Linked DNA regions of Mus musculus: all the other regions are linked to region 2. The links are chromatin contacts, called in public HiChIP or PLAC-seq and promoter capture Hi-C maps. All regions are on one chromosome and are shown on one strand. Each heading gives the region's core, a stretch centred on a gene start, on an enhancer-like site or on the middle of the called end of the contact. The rest is flanking DNA. Distances are from core to core; before and after follow the strand shown.

Region 1 (4,583 bases), core at 1,176-3,675, 620 kb before region 2:
CTAATTCTCATTAGACTCTGAATGTATGACGAGTGGAAGATTCTTTATTATTTTCATTTTACACATAAGAAAAATAGGTCAAACTAAGCACCTACTCAATGCTTCAGAAAGTCTCAATGCAAAAGCCAGGATAAGACTCTGGTAGTCTGGATTGGAGCGGCAGGCCCTCACTACCATGCTGAATTGTACCTTGAGAGCTGCAGTCAGAATGCTTCCTTTATCCTCTGATTTCCATGGATTAGTCTCTTAAACCAGTTGTAGTGGCCCTTGAGCAAACCTGCTCAGAGCTCAGTGTATGCCTTCAGAAAACTAGGTGATTTATATCAGCTCCATGTTTGAAGACAAGAGACTACAGGGTGACACTTCTACCAACTTCACAATAGAAGAATATGTTTCCTATAGGCTGGGTGCCTGCCATATTGTGGTTTTCTTTCATGGGTAGAAATTAAAAATAGGATGGAGAGAGATAGGGGGGGAGAGAGAGAGAGAGAGAGAGAGAGAGAGAGAGAGAGAGAGAGAGAGAGAGAGAGAGAGGAAGCACAGCATTTCTTCCCCACAGCTGAGTTTGAGTTGAAACTGACAAGAGAATATGCTTTAAGATGGTTTAAAAATTGTTTGATAAGGCATAGCTATTCTTTTAATTTTTCAACAAATTTCAGTGATTGTATTTTGGTAATAGTAAAGATTATGTGCAATAAAAATTAATGATGACTATAAAGGTCTTTCTATCTCTCAGGATCCACATTCAGAAATAGATGAAGGTGAATAAATACAGATAATGACTGAACAGATATAAAATAATATGTTACATAATAGCCAAGCTCATGTTTAAACCATCCTCCAAAGAAACTCTCTAGGCTGGGGAGACAATGTCTCAGCCACTAAGATACTCATGAGCACAAGGATCTGAATTCAGATTCCCAGGTTCCATTCCAAAAAAAAAAACAGGCATGGGACAGCAAGTGTCTGTAACCTTAGCAACATTGCAGGGCAGAGAGAAGCTTGTTTGTAGAATTCACTTCTCAGAAAGTCTAGTCTAATGGTTAGCTCCAGGTTGAATGCCAAATCTTGTCACAAAAACTAAGATGTTGAACAACCAAGAAAGATACTCAATGTTGACCTCTGGCCTCCGTGAGCATGTGAGTTTGTATACTGGAAGGAATAGGTATTCTATACCTACTCCTAGTACACACACACACACACACACACACACCAAGGTCTTAATTGACTAATGTAGCATCTTGCCATTTTGTCAACTAATCATTATTCCATTCCTTTTCCCCTTTCTTTCATCTCTTATCACATCTGAGTCCAAATCCAGCCACTGTCTACAAAGACCTATCATTGCGCACCATTGGGTGTTTACTAACTAGAAACCTTATGTGAGATGAAGTTCATACCTGACTATCCTACAAATTCTATATACAGCGTTAGAAGTTTAGCTGGTATGCCACCTCTTCAAGGAAGCCTTCAGGATTCTACCTCAGAAGGATGAATCAGAGCTGCAAATCAACAAGCATTACATTTTCTTCTTTTACATATTTTTAAGTGACTTATACACCTTTCTTACTCACTGAATTTTATATATAGTCCTTGAGGGCAAGATGTTGTCTTACCTTGTTTAATATATCAAATAGCACTTAATAAGTCATTTGTAAAGCAAGTCTCACTGGAGAATAAGAATAGAGCTTAATGACATTATGACCTGGCAAACTTCAGTGAACTGAAAAATTTCTCAGCATAATCTAAGGCTTAGGAACTTTCAAATTGTTTTGTTTTTAAAAAGTAACATGAAAGTAATAATATTTAGATATAGTGGGATAAATAACAACCTAAGAAAAAGAATTTTCTATGTCAAGATAATCTTTGTGTTTTCATAGTAGGACATTCTAGTGCAAGAATAATGCATGCCAAGTAAATAAAGAGAAATACCCAGTCTTAGGTAAATAAAAATTGCAAGCTGCATACTGCATGATCTCTTCTGAGAATATAATCTCTGTGCCTGGATGCCTGCAAATGGTTTGTGTATTAGAGAGTAAAACTTCTGGATGGCTCACTTTGGAAAACAAAAAAAAGCATTTGTTTAGTGCTCTGTCAGATACTCAATTCAGGAATAATCATGGATTAGTGGAGGCAGCTAGCCAGCTATACTTACCAACAGACAGAGAATTTTAAACAAGGTTAAGATTAGGGAGCCCTGTGAAAACAAAGAGGACTTGAACATCAGGCATCTGCAGAAGGTAGAGGCAGTTCAGGTTCCTATTTACACTAGATGAAGAACAGCATTTACATTCAGCTGAGAAAGTAGAGGATCTGGCATAAGTTTGAATCCAGTTGGACTGGCTGACCTCAGAGTCCCTCTCAGAACTGTCATTGCATTGTGTCCTCGTCAGAGCAGGCTGTGAAAATCAGTGGAACATGTTGCAGACAGACAAACAAAAGCATCATTCATCCATCATTAAATGGAGCATGGGCTATTGTGATAATGACAACTCTGTAACGCTCCCTGCTGTGACAATCAGTCTTTTTATTGCAATATACAAATGTGGGGCTCAAAACAGAAAAGAGTAACTTCTATTTATAGATTATTTTCAATGGAACAAAATTTCTTTATCTTTTTTTTTTTTTTTTTTTTTTTTTTGGTTTTTCGAGACAGGGTTTCTCTATGTAGCCCTGGCTGTCCTGGAACTCAGTTTGTAGACCAGGCTGGCCTCGAACTCAGAAATCTGCCTGCCTCTGCCTCCCGAGTGCTTTATCTTTTCCTGATTGATAGTATATGGCTACAGTAGTAAACACTGAACACTATTTTAATGAATAAACTTATGGACACTATACCTATTATCTAATGTTGAATTACAAATTACTTAATTTCAGATAGGTTTCTTATATCTTCCTAGATTTTGTTTCCTTGTCTGTAAGTTATATGTCCTGGTTAGATATTTGTCAACTCAACGGAAACTAGAGTCTTCTGGGAAAAGAACCTAAATTGAGAACATGCCTTGGTCATCTTGCCTGTAGGTATGTCAGTGAGGCATTCTGGTAAATGATTGATGAAGGAAGGCCCAATCTACTGTGGGTGGTGCTGCTCCTAGGTAGGTGGTACTAGATGGTGTAAGATAGTAGGCTGAGCAAGCCATGTAGGTGTTCCTCCATGGTCCCTGCTTCAGTTCCTGCCTCCAGGTACCTGCCCAGCTAAATTCTAGCCCTAACTTCACTCAGTGACAACTCTGATATGGAAGTATTAAAATCAAATAAACCACTTGGACTTGAGCTTTGTACAAGGTGATAAATATGGATCAATTTACGTTCTTCTACATGCAGACAGCCAGGTAGACCAGCACCATTTGTTGAAGACACTTCCTTTTCTTTCACTGTATGGTTTTAGCTTCTTTGTCAAAGATCAAGTGTGTGGGTCTTCGATTCTATTACACCGATTGACCTGTCTGTCTCTGTACCAATACCATGCGGTTTTTATCACTATTGCTCTGTAGTACAGCTTGAGGTCAGGCATGGTGATTCTCTCAGAATTTTTTTTTTTATTGTTAAGAATTTTTTCGCTCTCCTGTTTTGTTTTGTTTTGTTTTGTTTTGTTTTGTTTTTTTCTTCCATATGAAGTTGAGATTTGTTCTTTCCATGTCTGTGAAGAATTGTGTTGGAATTTTGATGGGGATTGCTTTGAATCTGTACATTGCTTTTAGTAAGATGGCCACTTTTACTATGTTAATCCTACCGATCCGTGAGCATGGGAGATCTTTCCATCTTCTGAGGTATTCTTTGATTTCTTTCTTCAGGGACTTGAAGTTCTTGTCATAGAGATTTTTCACTTGGTTAAAGTTACATCAAGATATTTTATATTATTTGTGGCTACTGTGAAGGGTGTTTGTTTCCCTATGTTCTTTCTCAGCCCATTTGTCATTTGTATAAAGAAGGCAACCTCACAGGAAGACCAATAGTATCAACTAACTTGGACCACTGGGAGCTCACCAAGCAAAGAACATACTTTGGTGGGTCCATGGCCCCCAGCAGGTATGTAGCAGAGGATTGACTTATTTGACCTCAGTGGGAGAGGATCTGCCTAATCCAGTAGAAACTTGATCCCCCAGGGAAATGGTGGGGTGTGTGGGTGAGGAGGTTTCTGGGTGGGTGGGAGAATGCCCTCTCAGAGGCAAAGGAGAAGGGGCATGAGAGGGGGAATCAGGAAGGAGGCAATATTTGCAATGTAAATAAATAAAATACTTTTTTAAAAGATGAAAAAAACTCTTTCCTTCCTCTGAGTGCTTTCAGTTGTGTTTATTACAGTGATTGAAAGTAATCTAAAACATTAAGGTTAGTAACACTACCAAATTCTGACATATGTTCAGAGGAGTCCATGAGAAATGACAGAAAGCACATCCCCATGGGTGGCATGGGAAGGGACGGAGTTGTGTGCTTGAGTATACCTTGGCCGGAGAGTTCAGGTAGGGAGTGGGAGATGCCATCTATACCTTGTAACAGGTAGGGACTTAGGGATGCTAGGAGAACTTAGTACATCAGTTAGCCTTTGGCCCAGCTTGGAGCCCTAACAAGTATGATGTTGGTACTTA
Region 2 (4,204 bases), core at 543-3,042:
GGAGTGGAGTGTGTCTCCCTGCTGGGATTGTTCATCTTGCATGGGTGACTGAGACTACCTAGCAAGCAAGGCAAGTGGGGACCACATTAACAGAGCTAACACAAGTTTGCTCTAAACCAATGTATAAGATGTCTGCTTTCGACAGGCAGAGGTTACTCAGAGTGATGCTTCTGAGATAAACTGAAGAGTCTAAACTCACCTCTTCAAGGTAAGCAATGCAAATCTTATCAATTCCAGGGAAACCAAGAACTCCTTAAATGGCAAAGGTATCCACATCTAGCATCTGTGTAGTCATGAAGTTGTGAGATTCAATGACACTCTGGCCCTGTTCATAGTTAATGGCTTGTGCAGTGACCAGGTAGCAAACTGAATTTCACAAAGGGTAAAATATTGAGATGTAAAGTGGACCCCAAACAGTATTTATTTTTTTACATGAAAAAGCGAAGCTTTAGGTTATTTCTCTAAACCACTTTTCTATTGCATAATATTTGTATTTCAGAAAAGTGAAGAAGAGGATAAGATGTTCAAAAAGGCTTTGCTGTGTGCTCATAACTGCCCAAGAGCATGTCAGGAAAAGCAGAATTTGAGCTTCCCCGCCAGACTGTTAAAAGCTGGAGATCCTGGTGTAAAGCAAGATCTGGCAAAAACTTCTCCAGCCAGTGAAGGAGACCGGGCTATTAGACTTTCCAGGAACTTCTCCCAGCGCGCCACAGGGGACAGAAACTAGACATTTCCCAGCCATACCCATTTCTAATGCAGAAGGAATCCTCCTTGTACCCCTTCCTCCTAACTCTCCAACTAACCTAAGCTGCTGACACGTGCTTTTGCTGGCTCCTTGCCTCTCTCGTCAGACCTGTGAAATAATCCATTCTTCATCATACCTCACAAAAAACCACACTGGATTCTACACACACACACACACACACACACACACACACACACACTAAATGTCAAGATTTTCCCCATTCGACAAGATTTCAGGCAAACGCCTTGTAGAATGTGGCCAGTTACGCCCCAAACATGAAATTAAGTGAAACACATACAGGCGCATACAAACACTCAAACTCCGGGGCGAGAAGGGGGAGTGATGTCTGTCAGGTTCTTTGAAAAAAAAAATCAGGTTGAAAGCACTGGACCATTGGCAGTAGTTCTGCTGGGCGGTGGCGCTCCTGAGGTCTAGTATGTGTGATTACGTTCCCTCCCCAAACCGGTCAATGACATCCCCAAGTTCTTGTGTCTAGTGCCTGGTAGAACCCCAATCCCTCCACAGCTTCCCAGAGAGACCTAGTCTCTGCCTCTGCCACCGTTTTGCTCGGATAGGGCGGGGGCGCACGGACCGAAGCCGCTGTCCCCGCGCGTTCCGGAGCTGGCGAGCGCCACTTACATGCCGGGCTGGAGCTGTAGGGCGCTTCCTGGCGGCCAGTTGGCAGCGGCCCAGACGCAGAAACACCAGAAGCACAGTGGGGAGGTCATCTCGGTGATGGTGAGCCGGTGGGGCCACCGCCCCAACTGCGCGCGGTGCGCAGCTTGGGATCCTCAAGTCCGAAGCCCGCTCAGAAGTTAGGCTCGCCAAGCAGAAGTTGCTAGTGCCGGGCTCGCTCTCGAGGACCGCGACGTGCGTCTTGCTGCGGAGGGCACCGCAGCAGCTCGACCCCAGCAGACGACACCCGCAACAGCGCCCGTGCTAGCAGTGGCCGGCCAAACCAACCCCGGGCACTGTAGCCCAAGAGCTGCACAGCCCTGCACTGCCGGCGGCGACTGGAGACCAGTGAGACCAGCGGTCCTGCAGCCCCCCCCCCCCCCCCCCCGCAGTCCCGGTACCATGGCAACGCGCTCGCCGCCCTCTGGCCCCAGCCCCTCCGGAGCGCTTAAAGAGACAGCCCCCTTGGCCACCACGCGCTCCTTGGGCTGTCAGGCGGCCCCCACCCCCACGCCCTCTTCACCTCCTCTTCTCCAAGGGGCTCCGGGCGGTGGCTGGGGAAGCATCTAGCATGCTACATCATGTTCTTCCACCAATAATCCATACAACTCTACTCCCAACCTCTTCCTCCAAACCCTTTGAGCATCCTCCGCCCCAAGCTAGCAAAGATGCTTTCCTCCTCCAACACCAACCTGCTTAAAACCAACCAGCTGCGCATCTGCCACCAGCAGAGAGCAAAAGCAAGCTGACTTTTGATTCTTTCTCGCTCAGCTCCCTCCCACCTGGAGGCTGTGAAGACAGTCGGAGCACCGCTCTGAGGGAGGTAAGCTTGAAGTGAGAAAGGAACTGCAATTGACCGAGTCCAGTTTGCTGCCAAATCGACAGTTGCTGCACACATCGCTGGCGCATCCAGAAGTCCTGGATATTGAAAAGCGAGATAATCGCCCTCCGCTGTATTTGGCCACCATTTCACTCATTTTAGGCACCAAGAGTTTTAAGAGGCGCCAGCTCTTCTCCAAACCTAGACCCTCCTTTCCTTCAAACCAGGTCCCATGCCTAAAATCCGCAGAGCAACCTCCAGTTGCTAGCCCCCCAAGGCCCTTCCAGAAGGGGACAGCGTCTGCTCGAATCCAGAAGCTTCGGCTGTGGTGCTGGCCAGTGCTGCCAAAGATGCGCAGCCAAGAGCAGAGCAGAGCCATAGCCAGTAGCTTCTCAGGCCGGAGGCTATGCCTTTGCCTGGCGCCAGCTGCTGTCTGGAAGGCCACAAGCCTCTGGGAGTGTGTTTCGTGAAAATAAAAATCTATGGCGCGTCATGCCCTCCAACAAGGACAGCCTAGGCTCGGAAGCCATCATTTTCGGTTTAGCCCAGCAAAATGTGCAGCAATCTTCTGGGAGACAAACTTTTGCTTTTATTGCTAAACTTAGGAAAAGTGTCTCTCCCTCCAGTGACTTGTTCCTTGTCAAATACTTAAAGTGGTACTATCTGATTGCCTCACTCCTAGGAGCCCTAAAAGAATAGTTCTCAAAATATGTTTTAGGTTCTCTCTTGCCCCCCATGGTTGAATTAATCATCTACCCCTTAGTTTCAAATCAGTGTTCCTTTCCTTTCTTTCAGCTTTTCTGGAAGAACTGGAAGGATGCTGTGGAGGTTTCTTTGAAAAGGGGGGAGAGAGAGAGAGAGAGAGAGAGAGAGAGAGAGAGAGAGAGAGAGAGCATCAAGGCCCTCTGCTTTAGAGCCCTGACCTGCACTGGTCAATTTTGAGCTGGAGTACCTTCAGAATCTTCTATTTACCTTAGACTTGGCTTTTGCTGTATGCTCATTTCTTTTTATTTAAGTTAAAAGTGTATGTATACACATATGTCTTTTTTATTCGACATTAACTAAATGTACAACTAGTTATCTTTTGGCATATATTACAAAAAGATCAATTTAGAATTGATTGCACAAAAGAAATATTTATGTCCCCTGCCACAATTAGAAAAGAAGGATACATTCTTATTTTCTTTCTTAGGTGTAGTTCTGTATTCAACAGGCCCTGGGGACCTGAAGTCCACCCTCAGTGACCATGCTAGTGTTTGCTCCAGGCTGCCATGTGACTTTCTGATTAGTTCTTGGTATAGATTACTGCACCACACTGATAGCTGAAATTTCACTCTTCATTCTTCTAAGGTATCTGAATCTCTTGCTAGTCTTACCTGAAAGAAAAGAAAGAAAGAAAGAAAGAAAGAAAGAAAGAAAGAAAGAAAGAAAGAAAGAAAGAAAGAAAGAAAGAAAGGAAGAAGGGAAGAAAGGAAGAAAGAAAGAAAAAGAAAGGAGGAAAGAAAGTAAAAGAGAGAGAGAGGGGGGGAGAGAGAGAGAAAAGAAACAAGCTAATTGCTTAATCTTCCCTCTTTAATTTTTTAATTTCTCCTCTTCTGGGTCAATGTTAATGAATAGTTAAATGGTCCAGAACAAGCAGGGTCCTCTGCAGGTGAGAACACCAGAAAGTTACTTGCTAATACTTGGCAGCAGTATCTAGTGAACCATGTGTCCTGAGTGTATACAGTGTACATGTAGGTAAAAAGATAACCTCTGGCCCTTCTAAATCTACTTCTTATAACTTCAGGTTGTTTTAACACAGTTTTGATCTTAATTGTTGTAATGAAAATGTAGAGTATACCTAAAGATAGCAGGGTAGACTAACTGTCTCCTGAAGTCCCCTGTGAAGTGTTAAGCCTTTCTTTGCTTCTGGACAAAGTTTTGACTCTGTGAGGATGTGGGGATCTACAACTAATCCCACTCCC
Region 3 (4,725 bases), core at 1,103-3,602, 530 kb before region 2:
CCCTGGTATAAGTATCTCTTGTGAGGCTATGCCAGTGTCTGGCAAATACAGAAGTGGATGCTCACAGTCATCTATTGGATGGAACACAGGGCCCCTGATGATGATGTTAGAGAATGAACCCAAGGAGCTAAAGGGGTCTGCAACCCTATAGGAGGATCAATAATATGAGCAAACCACTATCCCCCAGAACTATGCATCTAGTTGCATATGTAGCAGAGGATGGCCTGGTTGGCCATCAATGGGAGAAGAGGCCCTGGTTTGTGAAGATCATATGCCCCAGTACAGGGTAATTCCAGGGCCAAGCAGTGGGAGTGGGTGGGTTGGAAAACAGGGCGGGGGAAGGGTAGAGGGGGATTTGGAGATAGCATTTGAAATGTAAATGAAGAAAATATCTAATAAAAAAAGAAATGCACACACACACACAGACACCTAAAAGTAGTGTTCCAAACATCCAACAGAAATAACACTGGTGAGGCATCAGCAAGATGTCCTTTGCCAGGTGTCTGTCACAGCCCCCTTGCTTCTCAGCTAATCTCTTCAGCAGTCTACCACCCACTTGCCCACCATGCAGTACAAAGATACCATGATCGAGCTCGATGCAGCAGAATCAGCAGTACAGCTGAATTTATAGCAACCTCCTTAGGGTATAGATAAATCGCTCTTAGGGTTCACCACTGCACAAAAACTGCGTGACTTATAGGGGTTGAGCAGATGAAAAAACATCTCAGTTCTTGTCAGTTAAGAAATAAACAGTATCTACTTCCACTGGACTGTGCACAGCAAAGTAGTCGATCATGCCAATAAGAACAAGAAACCTCTACTGCCCTTTCTGCCCAGTGTTCCAGAACAACACAAGAAAGGAACCCTGGTTCCCTGATGCTGTTCCAAGTGCAGCAAATTTAGTCTTTAGATTATTTGGACTACTTGATAAGCTTTCCTGCTGATTCATATAATTCTAAAATAGGAAACTTTAATATTAATTTCTCCCTTCTACTTTTTAAAACTGTTAGCTACTAATCTCTAGATGGGCAAGTGTAGGTGATAGACACTAGCCATCAAAAGTCAATGAATTTGAGCACTGGTGATGCAGCTCAGTTGGTAGAAATTGGAAGATGCTGAGATATAGTGTGCAAAGTGTTTGCCCAAACCACATAAACCAGGGGTGGTGGTGCACATTTATAGTTCCAGAAGTCTACATTGGCAATTTAAGTTCATCATCCTCTGGTTTGGGAACCACACAAGCTACAGAAGATCCGATCACAAAATATATCTATGAACTTGTAACTCAGAGTGACATGAGTTTAGACCTACCCTGACTGGTACTCAAGGAAATGGCCCCTGCTGCTTCCCACAGCTTAGAGTGAATAACTGGTGTAGAACAGTACGACTCAAGCCACGTATAGCTGCTCAAATAGCAGATGCCGAATTCACAAAGAACTCTTTATTCTCCTCGGTTGTGAAACATAGGATATTTTTCTTTGAGTGTCTAACCATCATCCTGACTTTGCCCTATTCAGGGTCAAGAAACAAAACATAATACAAAAAGATGTGACAAAAGGGACAGAAAATGGAACCACCCAGAGGATGCTTGTATGAGTGTGTGGTATGCATGTATGTGTTTATGCATGTGTGTGTGTGAGTGTGTGTACAAAGTCAGGAACCATTCACTTTTTTTGAGACAGAGTCCCCCAGGACATTTGTTAGAAATGGGAGACACCTAGCTGTTTCATGTGGTTCTTGAGACCCAACTCAGCACTTCTCCAACTGAGCCTCTGATGAAAAGCTGAGTTGTCACTGTAAAATTCAAAGCCAAGGGAACCTTAATTAATTCAATAAAAATAAAAGACAGAGGCATACATTTAATCGAAACTACTACTAGGAATTGCAATGAATATATTCAGTGTTTCTCTTGAATGGAAATATATATTAGAGAACAAGAGCCCACACTCATTATGCTTACAGTGCATGTTGAAGCAATATTCTGAATATCTTTGTTTGGGTAATTTTTAGGATAATCAGGATCATTTTAATTCTTGATCCTATAATAGCTCACCACTACAAATCATTTAGACGTAGCTGACTGATCTTCTTAGAAAGATCTGCTAACCTAGAGCCACAAATAGTTTTAAAAACAAAAAATAGAAAAAGCGACAGTTGTTTAGGGTGAACAATGAGTGAACTAGATTGTGGGAAAAGTATTCAAATAATCTTGTGAAATGCCACAAAGTTTGGAAAAAAAAAAAAAAGGTTTTCTGCTCTCCACATGCTGCGTCTGTGCAGCAGGGAATTATGCTGATAGTACCTTGCTTTCAGCGTTTGCCTTCTCGTATGAGCTGGCTGTGTGGAAGGCACCCAGGCCTGGAGTATTCAACTGTGATCTGAATGCACCCTGGCTCATAAGCCCCATTGTTAACATAGCAAGGGCTGACAGCTTGAATGCTGGAAGAGGCAAGAAATGAAATAAAACAGATGTCAAGAAAAAATCCCTCAGCTTGTTTGGGCATAACTAGCACACTGAGGAACCAACTGCCAAAGGGAATATGTTTCTATTTCCTACTGACTCCTGAGGGGTTTAGGATAATATAGTTTGATACTATTCCCATCCCCAAAGGTAACCATCCCACACATTAATCCAAACTCAAGACAACTCCAATGATCATTGTCTAAACAGCCTTATTCTGACAAAATGTAATTCCTTCTTTGTGACATTGCTTCTAACTTGTGGGGAACAATAGCCTTCCAGGAAGTCACAGATCGAGAGAAAAATTCTATTGCTGCTCCAGTTTTCAGTTCATACATGCCCACTGGTGATATGTAAGACACTTCTAAGGGCATTTAGAATGCTCGATCCAAAGTGACACTTTAGCAATCCAGATGGGATTCTAATGGTATCTTATCCTTATCCTCCCGAAGATCATGGAAAGGTAGGTGCTCTGCAAGAGGCTGTAATACAATTAAATTTATAAAAGCAGATCTGAACTAGAGATGATAATAAGGAATTCTTCATAAACCTTTACTACTTAACTTTCATCTGCAGTTAGTAAGCACAACAGGCTCTTCCATGTTACAACACTAAGACCAACACACACACATATATATATATGCATAAATATATTTCATAATACACATACAGATATATACATTTACACACTGTATAAACATACATATATAAAAATATATGTCACACATATACATATACATACTATATATACATATATCTTACATATACATATCTGTACATACACATATGTACACATATGCATTAATACATGTATAGGCACAGAGATATATCACACACATACACATACATCAATCACACATACATATACTCATATATCATATACACACAAACACACATAACACAAACCTATGACACACATATATGTACACATACATCACAAAAACACACATTCATAATTTAAATAACTGCCTTAAATTATACTCCAGAAGAAACTAATAGTAGATTAAACATTAAATTTAGTAAAATAAAACTCTGAAAATACTCGAGGCTTATTTATAAATATTTGTCTATAAACAATGGGGTCTTAGAGGTTAAAGAGAAAGAATAAATTTAAAATGCTAAGAAATATAGTATACTAAATAAATCCTAAAAAACAAACTTATAAAACAAAAATTGAAAACCAAAAAATAGTTTCAACCTACTTGCAAAAAAATAAATGTCATTTATAAAGAATGAGCTAACTAAGCAAGTAGTTCAAAAATAAAGAGTACACAGCGTTAGTTGACATATACTGTAGAGTTCAGGAACTTAGTGTGATGCTATTTCAAGTCATTGTAGTAGATAGATACCATGGTGTGCTTCCACATGAGAACTGCAACGTACAGCTCTCAACTGTTTTGTTGTTGCCAGCTGACAGTTTTCGGCTGGACTTCTCTTTAGGAATGGGCATTAGTAGACCCACCTTGGCCAGGGTCACACTCCTACCTTAGAACTGTCTATATCTGATCGGGTCCTTTGCAGATGTAAAGCTCTGACATCCTGCATGATGGTGGGTCAATATCAAGGGCTGTTCCATCTCTGACACCCTTGGGAAGTGTCTCGGGCTTGCTGCCATCCAGCTGTCCCTCCACCCAGTTCTTCTGCTCATAGCCCTCTTCACTTGTGTTCTTTCTCACACTGTGCTTTAAGATGCATCCTGAGAACATGTCTCAGAATTTGCTTCCTAGAAATCCCTACTTACCACCGCTGGTCTGAGCAGTGTGAGACCCAGATTTCAGTTGAAGCTCTAGAGCAGTGGTTCTCAGCCTTTTCTAATGTGTGACCCTTTAGTGCAGCTCCTGTGTTCCTCATAAAATTGCTTAGTTGCTACTTCATAATTGTAATTTTGCTACTGTTATGAATTGTAATGCAAATATCGTTGGCGATGTTTGCCAAGGAGGCCTTGACCACAGGTTGAAAACTGCTACTCTAGCATTTGGCCAGTCTTCGCTCAGATCAGACATACTTCATCCTTTGGCTAGCCATGGCTGCTGTAAAGCTAGGGAATCCTGTATCAGCTTAGAGGTTCATAAGAAAGCTGATCACTGTAACTCCTTCCATGGGTGATTGTTTCCAATTCTAAGAAGGGGCAAAGTGTCCACACTTTGGTCTTCATTCTTCTTCAGTTTCATGTGTTTTGCAAATTGTATCTTATATCTCGGGTATACTAAGTTTCTGGGCTAATATTCACTTATCAGTGAGTACATATCATTTGAGTTCTTTTG

What was found. Promoter capture Hi-C pulls out the DNA fragments that hold promoters and counts their contacts. HiChIP or PLAC-seq counts read pairs in DNA pulled down with a chosen protein or histone mark.
Region 1: an H3K27ac HiChIP or PLAC-seq map of VIP interneurons shows a contact between it and region 2, with 6 times the contacts expected there. The contact joins the enhancer-like site here to the promoter of Egfem1 in region 2. A contact is called at or near these places in 12 of 39 promoter capture datasets (the 3T3-L1 cell line, cranial neural crest, embryonic stem cells and 6 more), 7 of 115 datasets of contacts at active chromatin or transcription factors (VIP interneurons, astrocytes, embryonic basal ganglia and 4 more) and 1 of 9 other capture datasets (embryonic trunk).
Region 3: a promoter capture Hi-C map of hippocampal neurons shows a contact between it and region 2, with 2.5 times the contacts expected there. The contact joins the enhancer-like site here to the promoter of Egfem1 in region 2. A contact is called at or near these places in 4 of 39 promoter capture datasets (the 3T3-L1 cell line, cranial neural crest, hippocampal neurons and 1 more) and 2 of 115 datasets of contacts at active chromatin or transcription factors (embryonic forebrain and embryonic midbrain).

What each region holds. Positions count from the first base shown.
Region 1 is chr3:29,699,148-29,703,730 of GRCm38.p6, reverse strand. No RefSeq gene overlaps it. Among named protein-coding and RNA genes, the nearest start is that of Gm42197, 5.4 kb to the right of the region's middle. Within about 2 kb of position 2,425, at least 15 of the 459 cell types and tissues checked have an H3K27ac peak or open chromatin away from gene starts, as enhancers often do. A contact at or near this core is called in VIP interneurons, where this site is marked.
Region 2 is chr3:29,080,119-29,084,322 of GRCm38.p6, reverse strand. Egfem1 (EGF-like and EMI domain containing 1) reads right to left here and starts at 1,792. Exons shown (of 15, transcript NM_029412.2): 1 at 1,385-1,792. The coding sequence starts at 1,473.
Region 3 is chr3:29,606,583-29,611,307 of GRCm38.p6, reverse strand. The region is part of intron 6 of Egfem1 (EGF-like and EMI domain containing 1); the gene reads right to left. Among named protein-coding and RNA genes, the nearest start is that of Mir21b, 28 kb to the left of the region's middle. Within about 2 kb of position 2,352, at least 6 of the 459 cell types and tissues checked have an H3K27ac peak or open chromatin away from gene starts, as enhancers often do. A contact at or near this core is called in hippocampal neurons, where this site is marked.